Linked DNA regions of Mus musculus: region 1 is linked to region 2. Evidence: chromatin contacts called from public HiChIP or PLAC-seq data. All regions are on one chromosome and are shown on one strand. Each heading gives the region's core, a stretch centred on a gene start, on an enhancer-like site or on the middle of the called end of the contact. The rest is flanking DNA. Distances are from core to core; before and after follow the strand shown.

Region 1 (4,060 bases), core at 1,480-3,979, 67 kb before region 2:
ATTAAAGTTGTGCACCACCATGCTGGCCTCTACACATGGTTTTGATATGGATGCTGAGAATTCAAACCTAGGTGCTCACATATTTGTGCAGTAAGTTCTCTTACACACTGAGCCATCTCTCACCTTTATTATAAACTTTAATTTACACATACTCACACACACATAAAACTATAAATGTTTAAGCATTTTCAAGGTTTAGTCATGTCTGTGTGTGTGTGTATGTGAGAGAGAGAGAGAGAGAGAGAGAGAGAGAGAGAGAGAGAGAAAGTTTATGCATGTGTGATATGTAGTAGGTACTCCAATGTGTTCATGGCTGTTATTTTAGCAGAGAGCCACAGCCCACATGTGGTAGTTAAAGAACCACAAACTCAAATGTCTACCTTTGCTTTCCAGTAAACAGGGTCTTTTGTTCTTCATCAGGACATACAGCAGTTTAGTTGGCTTATGACCTTCTACATCCCATCTCACTTTTGGAGTACTAAGATTACAAACATCCTCCAGCTTTGTGCAAGTTCTGAGAATCTAAAGTCTACAGGCTTGCAAAGCAAACACTTTGCCCTACAATAGGCATGTCTCCAAAGCAATGAAGAGGCTTCTTAGCTACTAACTGAAGTTATGCATTAGATGGCTTTTTGCTAGTTCTTGTTAACACACAAAGTGATGGGTTTTATTATGGCATTTCCATTCAGGAATGTCATACTATATTCTGTGCACTGGAAACACCACTCAAAAGATCTGCCAATAGGAAAATGTCATCTTTACCTCTTCTTGTCCAAATTGCTCCATAGAGTCACAGTACACTTCACTATCTGAATCACTTGTTAAATGGTGTATTCCTGAAGCATCTTCACTGGGATCTTCATTTCTATCTAAATACAAACAAATGTCCAGACAGTGTAACTATACTCTAAGACAAGAAAAATATATTTTCATTCATTTTTAACAATTCGGCATTATACTCATTCTGGGAGAGAAATCGGTCTACCAGGATGGTCTCAAACCTCCAAGGTTCCTGCCTCAGCTTCTGAAGTGCTGAAGTTACACATAGTCCACTCTTCCTGATTCCAAGTCATGGTTTTTAAATAAGCTTCCAAAACTTTATCTACTTAACTGAACAAACTTCAGCTAGACTCAGGCAGTTAAGGCAGGAGAATGATCAGCAGTTCTAGGCCACCAGGTCTACAAAGCGTGATCCTAGCAAAATATACCATGGCTCAAAGACTAGGGGAGCTGGCGGCCAACCTAAATTCAGTCCCCAGAACTCACATGGTAGAAACTCAAGTTGTCCTTCCTGACCTCACAGACCCTCCACAGACTTACCATGGTACACACAGCACACATGATGAACAAAATGAAAAAGAAACAAATGTAAGAAAATGCCCTGACTCTAATTCACTGTGCTTCAAAGCAACCAACCCTTACAGTATTAACAAACCCTAAGAAGATATTACTAAACATGAAAATTTAAGTCCTAACTGATTTCTAACCATCCTAGAACTAGTAAGAGTGTTTTAACTGTTGGAAAATGATTGGAGAGGATCACGTGAGGACAATACCTTGGTGAGCACAGACAATGGTGTGTCCTGTCTGCTGAGAGCTCTCATCTCCAGGCTTTTCATCTTCACTGCTTCTGGTGCTCCGGGAAGAATCAGTATGAATGTCACTCTGTATATCCTGAACAAAGCTACCTTTATAGCCATTGGTAACAATGATTTCCAAATTCTTATCTGCTGATTTCTTCAGCGTTTTCTTATCTTGTATGGGAAAAAAAAAGAAAGGAGATGTACAAAAGTACCCTGTAGCCAGGCATAATGACTTAGCTTTTAATCCCAGCACTCAAGAGGCAGAAGTAGATGGATTCTGAGTTCAAGGCCAGCCTAGTCTACATAGAAAGAAAAAAAACATTTTTTTCCCTAGAATCACTAGTCAATTCCCAAACTACCAAAATCCTCTGAATGGCTTCCCATCTAGATAGGAGAAATGAGTGGCTCCTTGCAAAAGGAACTACTACATACCAAAGCTCACCCAAAATTCACATTAACTTTTCAAAATGCTCCCATTCCCCACCACTATTCCTCCTCCTCTTCCTCCCCTCTTCTTCCTCCTTCTCCTATTCCCCCTCCTCTTCCTCTGCTTCCTCCTCCTCATCTTCATCATCTTGGGCAACAGAGATTGCCCAGCACCCACGTCAGACTCACAATTGCCTAGAGCTCCTGCTACAGAGGATCCAATACTTTCTGCTAGCTCTGTAGGCAACAATACGCTCACATAGACGCACACGAAAACAAAATAAATCTCCATATGGAAAAAAAAACCATTATCTTGCTCTTTCGTTTGGTTTCTGTAGGTATTACAGCACTACTCACAGAGACTGCCTCCCAATCACTGAAATTAAAGGTGTCCACCACCGTGAAAAAAACCCAGTTTTGGTTTTTCTGAGAAATGGTTTCACTATGTGTCCTTAAATGCTCTATTTTCACTTTGGGCTTCTGGCACTAATACAGTCTGAGCAGCCGTGCTGAGTACCTTTAAATGAAAAGATGTGTAGCCTTTGCTGGAAAACAGAAAAGAAATGGGAGGGGAAAAAAGAGGAAAAGAGAAAGATGTGATTCTATTCAAATAAAAAAAAAAAACAGAATTTAAGTGTTGACGCATTATGTAGATGTCAAAAATTCTCATGGCAATAAGACAGTGAAAACAGGAAGAGAAAGAGGAGAGAAGAGGAAGGAAAGAAAGAAGTTGTCTCCAGAGATTGCTGAGTATTTGGGTAGTTAGAATTAGAATAAAATCAACTCAAAACACTGAGGCAGTGTTTCGGATAAATTAAAATTATAAGTACTGGAATAGAGAGACGGCTCAGCGGTTGAGAACACTGGTTGCTCTTCCAGAGGGACTGGGTTCTATTCCCTACACCCACATGGCATCTCACAACCATCTGCAATTCTAGTCCCAAATTCCCTTTTCTGGCCTCTGAGGGTACTGCACACACATAGTACACAGACACACATGCAGACAAAACACGCCTACACATAATAAAAGTAAATACCCTTTTCTTAATTATATGTCATTGTATGCAGAACATTTGGAAAAGTAGGTTACTCTTGTCCACCCTAAGCTAACTCCTATTTGATTGATGATTCATTAAGGCTGGCTACCTAGATAGTCCATAGCAGAACTTTTTTTTTAATTTATTTTCCTTTTTTTTAATTAGATATTTTCTTCATTTACATTTCAAATACTATCCCAAAAGTCCCCTATACCCTCCCCCAGCCCTGCTCCCCAACCCACCCACTCCTGCTTCCTAGCCCTGGCATTCCCCTGTACTGGGGCATATGATCTTTGAAAGACCAACGACCTCTCCTCCCACTGATGGCCAACTAGGCCATCCTCTACTACATATGCAACTAGAGACACAGTTCTGTGGGGTACTGGTTAGTTCATATTGTTGATACTCCTATAGGGTTGCAGAACCCTTTAGCTCCTTGGTTACTTTCTCTAGCTCCTTCATTAGGGGCCCTGTGTTCCATCCAATCGATGACTTCAGCATCCACTTAGCAGAACATTTTGATCCACTGAAGACCTTGATAGTACAGTCAATACCCCAAATGCTGCCACATGCATTAATCATATACAATTTTTTTCAAAAATCAGCACAAATTTTCTCTTGTCCTTTTATCAAGTACAAAATTATTATTAGCTGTATTAACCAGGTACCCAACACCTACCATCACTGCCGCTCTGTTCTGCTCCTTTTAACTCTTCTTGGGCCTCTTCTTCTTCAGACTCAGCCCCACTATCACTGCTCTCTGCTTTACCATTAACAGCTTTGGCATTTGAAGAGGTCAGAACATTACCAAGATCTAAAACATGAAATAAAAACATGGGTCAGAGGTTAAGAGCACTGGCTATCCTTCCAAGTTTTGGTACCCACATGGTGGCTTGTAGCTGTCCATAACTCCAGTTCCGCTTACATACACAAAGGCAAAACACTCATACACAGAAGAAAAAAAAGTACCACCTAGTGACTCTTACACATTACCAAGTAGAGCTGCAGCACAAG
Region 2 (3,863 bases), core at 435-2,934:
AAAGACATGGGTCCTCTGAAGAGAAAGCTCAGAGATGCCTGGGCACATATATACCTGTAATCACAGTACTAAGGATTCTGCGGTAGGAGGACTGAGAATTTCAGGCCAGCTTGGGCTATATAGCAGACCCTGTTCAAAAGCATCTTCTCCCTACAAACAAACAAAAACAACAACAGAGAAAGCTCAAAGATGGCATATTTTACCAATATTCATTCTCTATTGTCATAAAGCGATTATGCCTGAAAAAGGCAATTTGCGCTCATAGAAGTGAATCTGTAAAACCCCTCTTTCTCAATCATTAGTGCACAGTTGGTTTCTGACTCTTTCCAGCTTTCACTCCTCCACAGTGGGATTGATTGGCAGAACAGTGGGTTGAAGAAAAGGAATAACGCTTGACTATTAGCTGGCTGTGTGGGCAAAAGTGGGGAGAGGGAGGGAAGAAGGAAAAAGGACTCCAGGGTCTGTCTCTGTATACCATTGTGGCATGAGGTAAAGCTGTACAGTCTTTGTCTTCTAATGTTAATTTTGTTGTTTTTTCAGTACTTTCCTATATTATGGATCCCTGGCATTTTTATATCTCTAGTAGCTTTTTACAAATAATTTCAAGACAGATATGTCTTCCATATAGATTGAAAACTATCTTTTGAAAGGAACCAAAGTATTCTAAAGACCCATGGTAGTGTCTGGAGAAGGAGATGTCTCGGCAGGTTTAGCTGTCTTGAATTTAAAAGTTGAGAGAAAAGGGATGTTTGAGAAGCAACAGATGCAGCAGATTGTAGGAACAACATGACAGAAGGTGTGTTTGTGAGACCCGAGTATAGTTGCAGATGTAAGGGAGGTTAATGAAGTTGAGATCTAAGGCTAAAATACATCTTAGCTGCTAACACTAAGCTGTAGAAAATTAGTCCTGTGCTTCCCACATACAGCTTTTAAGAATTATGGTTTTTTGAAGGTGTATGTGCATGTTTGTGTGAGTCTGTGCACATGCGTGTGTGTAGGGGCATGAGAAGGCTAGAAGAGGGTGTTGAATCACTTAGAGCTGGAGTTGTAGGTCGTTGTGAGGTACCTGACATGAATGCTTGGGTCCAAACTGTGGTTCTCATGATTGAGCAGCAAATATTTTGTTGTTGTTGTTTTGAGACAGGGCTTCTTTGTATAGTCCTAGGTGTCCTGTAACTCGTTTTATAAACCAAACTCAGACAGAGATCCCCTACTTCTGCCTCCTGGGTTAAGATCACACACCACACCAGATGCTGAAGAACAAACACTTTTAACTAGCCTGTTTTATTTTTTTGTTTTGGAGGGGACAGAGTCTCTACTAGCTCAGGCTTGTATGGAACTTGCTGTGAACTTGAAGAGCTTAGAATTTTCCTGTTGACTTGATTTTTTCAAACCCTACTTTTAATATGGGTTCTTTAACCTCCCTTCTAGCCTACAATCCACCAGAGGTAGCTGAAAAGAAAGGTTATTAGGATATGAGGGAAGTGGACCTGTTTAGAAATTGTTCTTTGGAGCAAATCTAATCTGTATTGTCAGGAAATTAGCAGTTCAGTTTACAGGAATCAGCAGCAGCAGCTCGATCCACTCGCAAACACTTAATGAATACACCAGCAGTCCAGTTCAGTAGTGTCGGGGTAGCAAGCACAAATCAGCAGCAGTGGCATGAATTGTCAGGCCTCCACCCAACCCACATGAGTCAGCAGGAGTGACCAGGGATGTCAGAAGTTCTCTGCCGTGCCTTGAAGCATTGCAAAGCTAACTATGCAAACTTGCTGAGTCCTATTTCTACTCTCTTCTTCAAACATCAAGTGTCCTCCCAGGGGTCTTTCCTCACCATGTGAGTCTGTCTTAGCAAAACTCCATGTGAGTCTGTATCAACTGACTTCACTCTGCCAATCACCCCGAGTCCTCAGGAGCTGCAAGAAGTTTTTTTTTTTTTTGGTATGTTTCTTCCTATGAAGTCACAACAAATGACCATTAAGGAATGGCAAGGTATACCAATACCATCTAGTGTCGTCTGTGGTCTGTTGGGTCCTTCTTAACATCATGAGTCTGCTTTAGCAAAACATCCTTTCACCTGTGACCACTTCCGGAACACACTCCTTCACTTGTCTGCCCCAGTTTTGTCTTCTGACAAAACTGACTTTCCAAAGAAACCAGAAGTTTCCATTTCATTTTCCTGCTGTCCTTCAAGTGATGGAGGGGATCATGGGCTGCACCATGCCAGCTCCATGCATTACGTGTAGTAACATGTGTAAAACTGATATTGTGCCTTTTACTTACATATTTTAGTCCTTCATACAGACGTACCTTGGTATAACTAACAGAAACCATTGAGTTAATTGAGTAAATGTAAGAGAGTTTTAGATCCAAATAAACAACCTTTAAATGAGCCAATGATTTTAACTGGAGACTTTGATTATTAGGAACTTATTTTTAATAAAGTTGTGCATTTGTTCCACCCATCCTTATTTTCCTGTTTCCTCATTCCCACCTACATCCCTATACTCCCCAAAGAAAGAAGGGCAGCATGGTGCTGTCTCATAGTTTTTTGTTTTGAATGAAGAGGCACAATGTATTATGGAACAAACAAGATGTTTTTACATCAGAAGTTTTAGGAAAAGATTTATTTGCTGAAAATGTCTTTTCATTTTTATTTCTTTTTAAAATTTTCTTTTCCTTATTATTTTCAAGACAGTCTCATGGAGCCCAGGCTAGCTTTGAACTTTAACATAGCCAGTGGTAATCTTTAATTTTTTTATCTTTCTATCTTCACTTTTCAGATGCTAGGGTTACAGTATGTAACCCCACGGTGGTTTCTTAGATGCTTTGACCTCATTGATCAGTGTAATTATTATTATTATTATTATTATTATTATTATTGTTTTGTTTTTTCCCCGAGACAGGGTTTCTCTGTGTAGCCCTAGTAGTCCTGGAACTCACTCTGTAGACCAGGCTGGCCTTGAACTCAGAAATCCGCCTGCCTCTGCCCCCAAATGCTGGGATTAAAGGCGTGCACCACCAATGCCCGGCCTTTTTTTTTTTTAATGAGACCGACTTTCACTATGTAGTCCTGTCTGGTGTGAAACTCACTATATAGATTAGGCAGGTTTCAAACTCACAGAGATTTGCTTGCCTCTGCTCCTGTACCCCCAAGCGCTGGGATCAAATGCATGTGATAATGAGTGATAAATCTTATAATGGTCTTGTTACTTAATTTTTATGGAATCATGGAAGTAAGAGCCAATGTTGGACTTATTTATTATGAGGAACTTTTTAGTACCTGTGGTCTCTGTTAACTTGTTAAAACAATTTATAGGTATGCTCAGAAAAAAATTTGAAAACTTATCAAATCATGCTGATAGCATCCAGAGACTTAATTTTTTTAATTTAAAAAAAATTAAATTTGTGTGTGTTTGCCTGCCTCGGTGCATGTGTATGTGTCTTGTCTATAGTGGTCAGAATGTGGAATTCTTTTCTTTTACCTTTAAGTAGATTACAGAGACCAAACTCAGGTTGCCAGGTTTACATGGCAGGTGCCTTCGCTGTATGAGCAACCTCACAGGTCCAATGTTTGTATATCTTTTACCTTTACAAATATTTATTTTATGTGTCCCAGTGCTCTGTTTGCATATACCCTTGCATGCGAGAAGAGGTATATAACTCATTATAAATGGTCGTGAGCACCATGTGGTTTCTGGGAATTGAACTCAGGACCTCTGGAAGAGCAAGCAGCTGGTATACTTAACCACTGAGCCATTTCTCCAGCAACCATAGTTTTTATTTTTACTTTAAAAATTGTAAACCATACCAAAATGGTAGGCCACAAAAACAATGAATCAGGGAGTTTGCTGTGGAGGTCA

What was found. HiChIP or PLAC-seq counts read pairs in DNA pulled down with a chosen protein or histone mark.
Region 1: a CTCF HiChIP or PLAC-seq map of CD8 T cells shows a contact between it and region 2, with 9 read pairs. The contact joins two enhancer-like sites. A contact is called at or near these places in 5 of 39 promoter capture datasets (the 3T3-L1 cell line, the C10 cell line, embryonic stem cells and 2 more), 2 of 15 datasets of contacts at CTCF or cohesin (CD8 T cells and large pre-B cells), 16 of 484 Hi-C or Micro-C datasets (the 63-12 cell line, B cells, the C10 cell line and 10 more), 11 of 115 datasets of contacts at active chromatin or transcription factors (the HPC-7 cell line, the SCID.adh cell line, bone marrow-derived dendritic cells and 7 more) and 3 of 9 other capture datasets (adipose tissue, liver and pancreatic islet).

The regions. Positions count from the first base shown.
Region 1 is chr2:23,087,285-23,091,344 of GRCm38.p6, reverse strand. It overlaps Acbd5 (acyl-Coenzyme A binding domain containing 5), which reads right to left. Exons shown (of 14, transcript NM_001355637.1): 7 at 3,726-3,860; 8 at 1,557-1,754; 9 at 763-869. Among named protein-coding and RNA genes, the nearest start is that of Acbd5, 20 kb to the right of the region's middle. Within about 2 kb of position 2,729, at least 16 of the 459 cell types and tissues checked have an H3K27ac peak or open chromatin away from gene starts, as enhancers often do. A contact at or near this core is called in CD8 T cells, where this site is marked.
Region 2 is chr2:23,019,707-23,023,569 of GRCm38.p6, reverse strand. The region is part of intron 1 of Abi1 (abl-interactor 1); the gene reads left to right. Gm52502 (a long non-coding RNA gene) reads right to left here. Exons shown (of 3, transcript XR_003953771.1): 2 at 55-150. Among named protein-coding and RNA genes, the nearest start is that of Gm52502, 7.1 kb to the right of the region's middle. Within about 2 kb of position 1,684, at least 93 of the 459 cell types and tissues checked have an H3K27ac peak or open chromatin away from gene starts, as enhancers often do. A contact at or near this core is called in CD8 T cells, where this site is marked.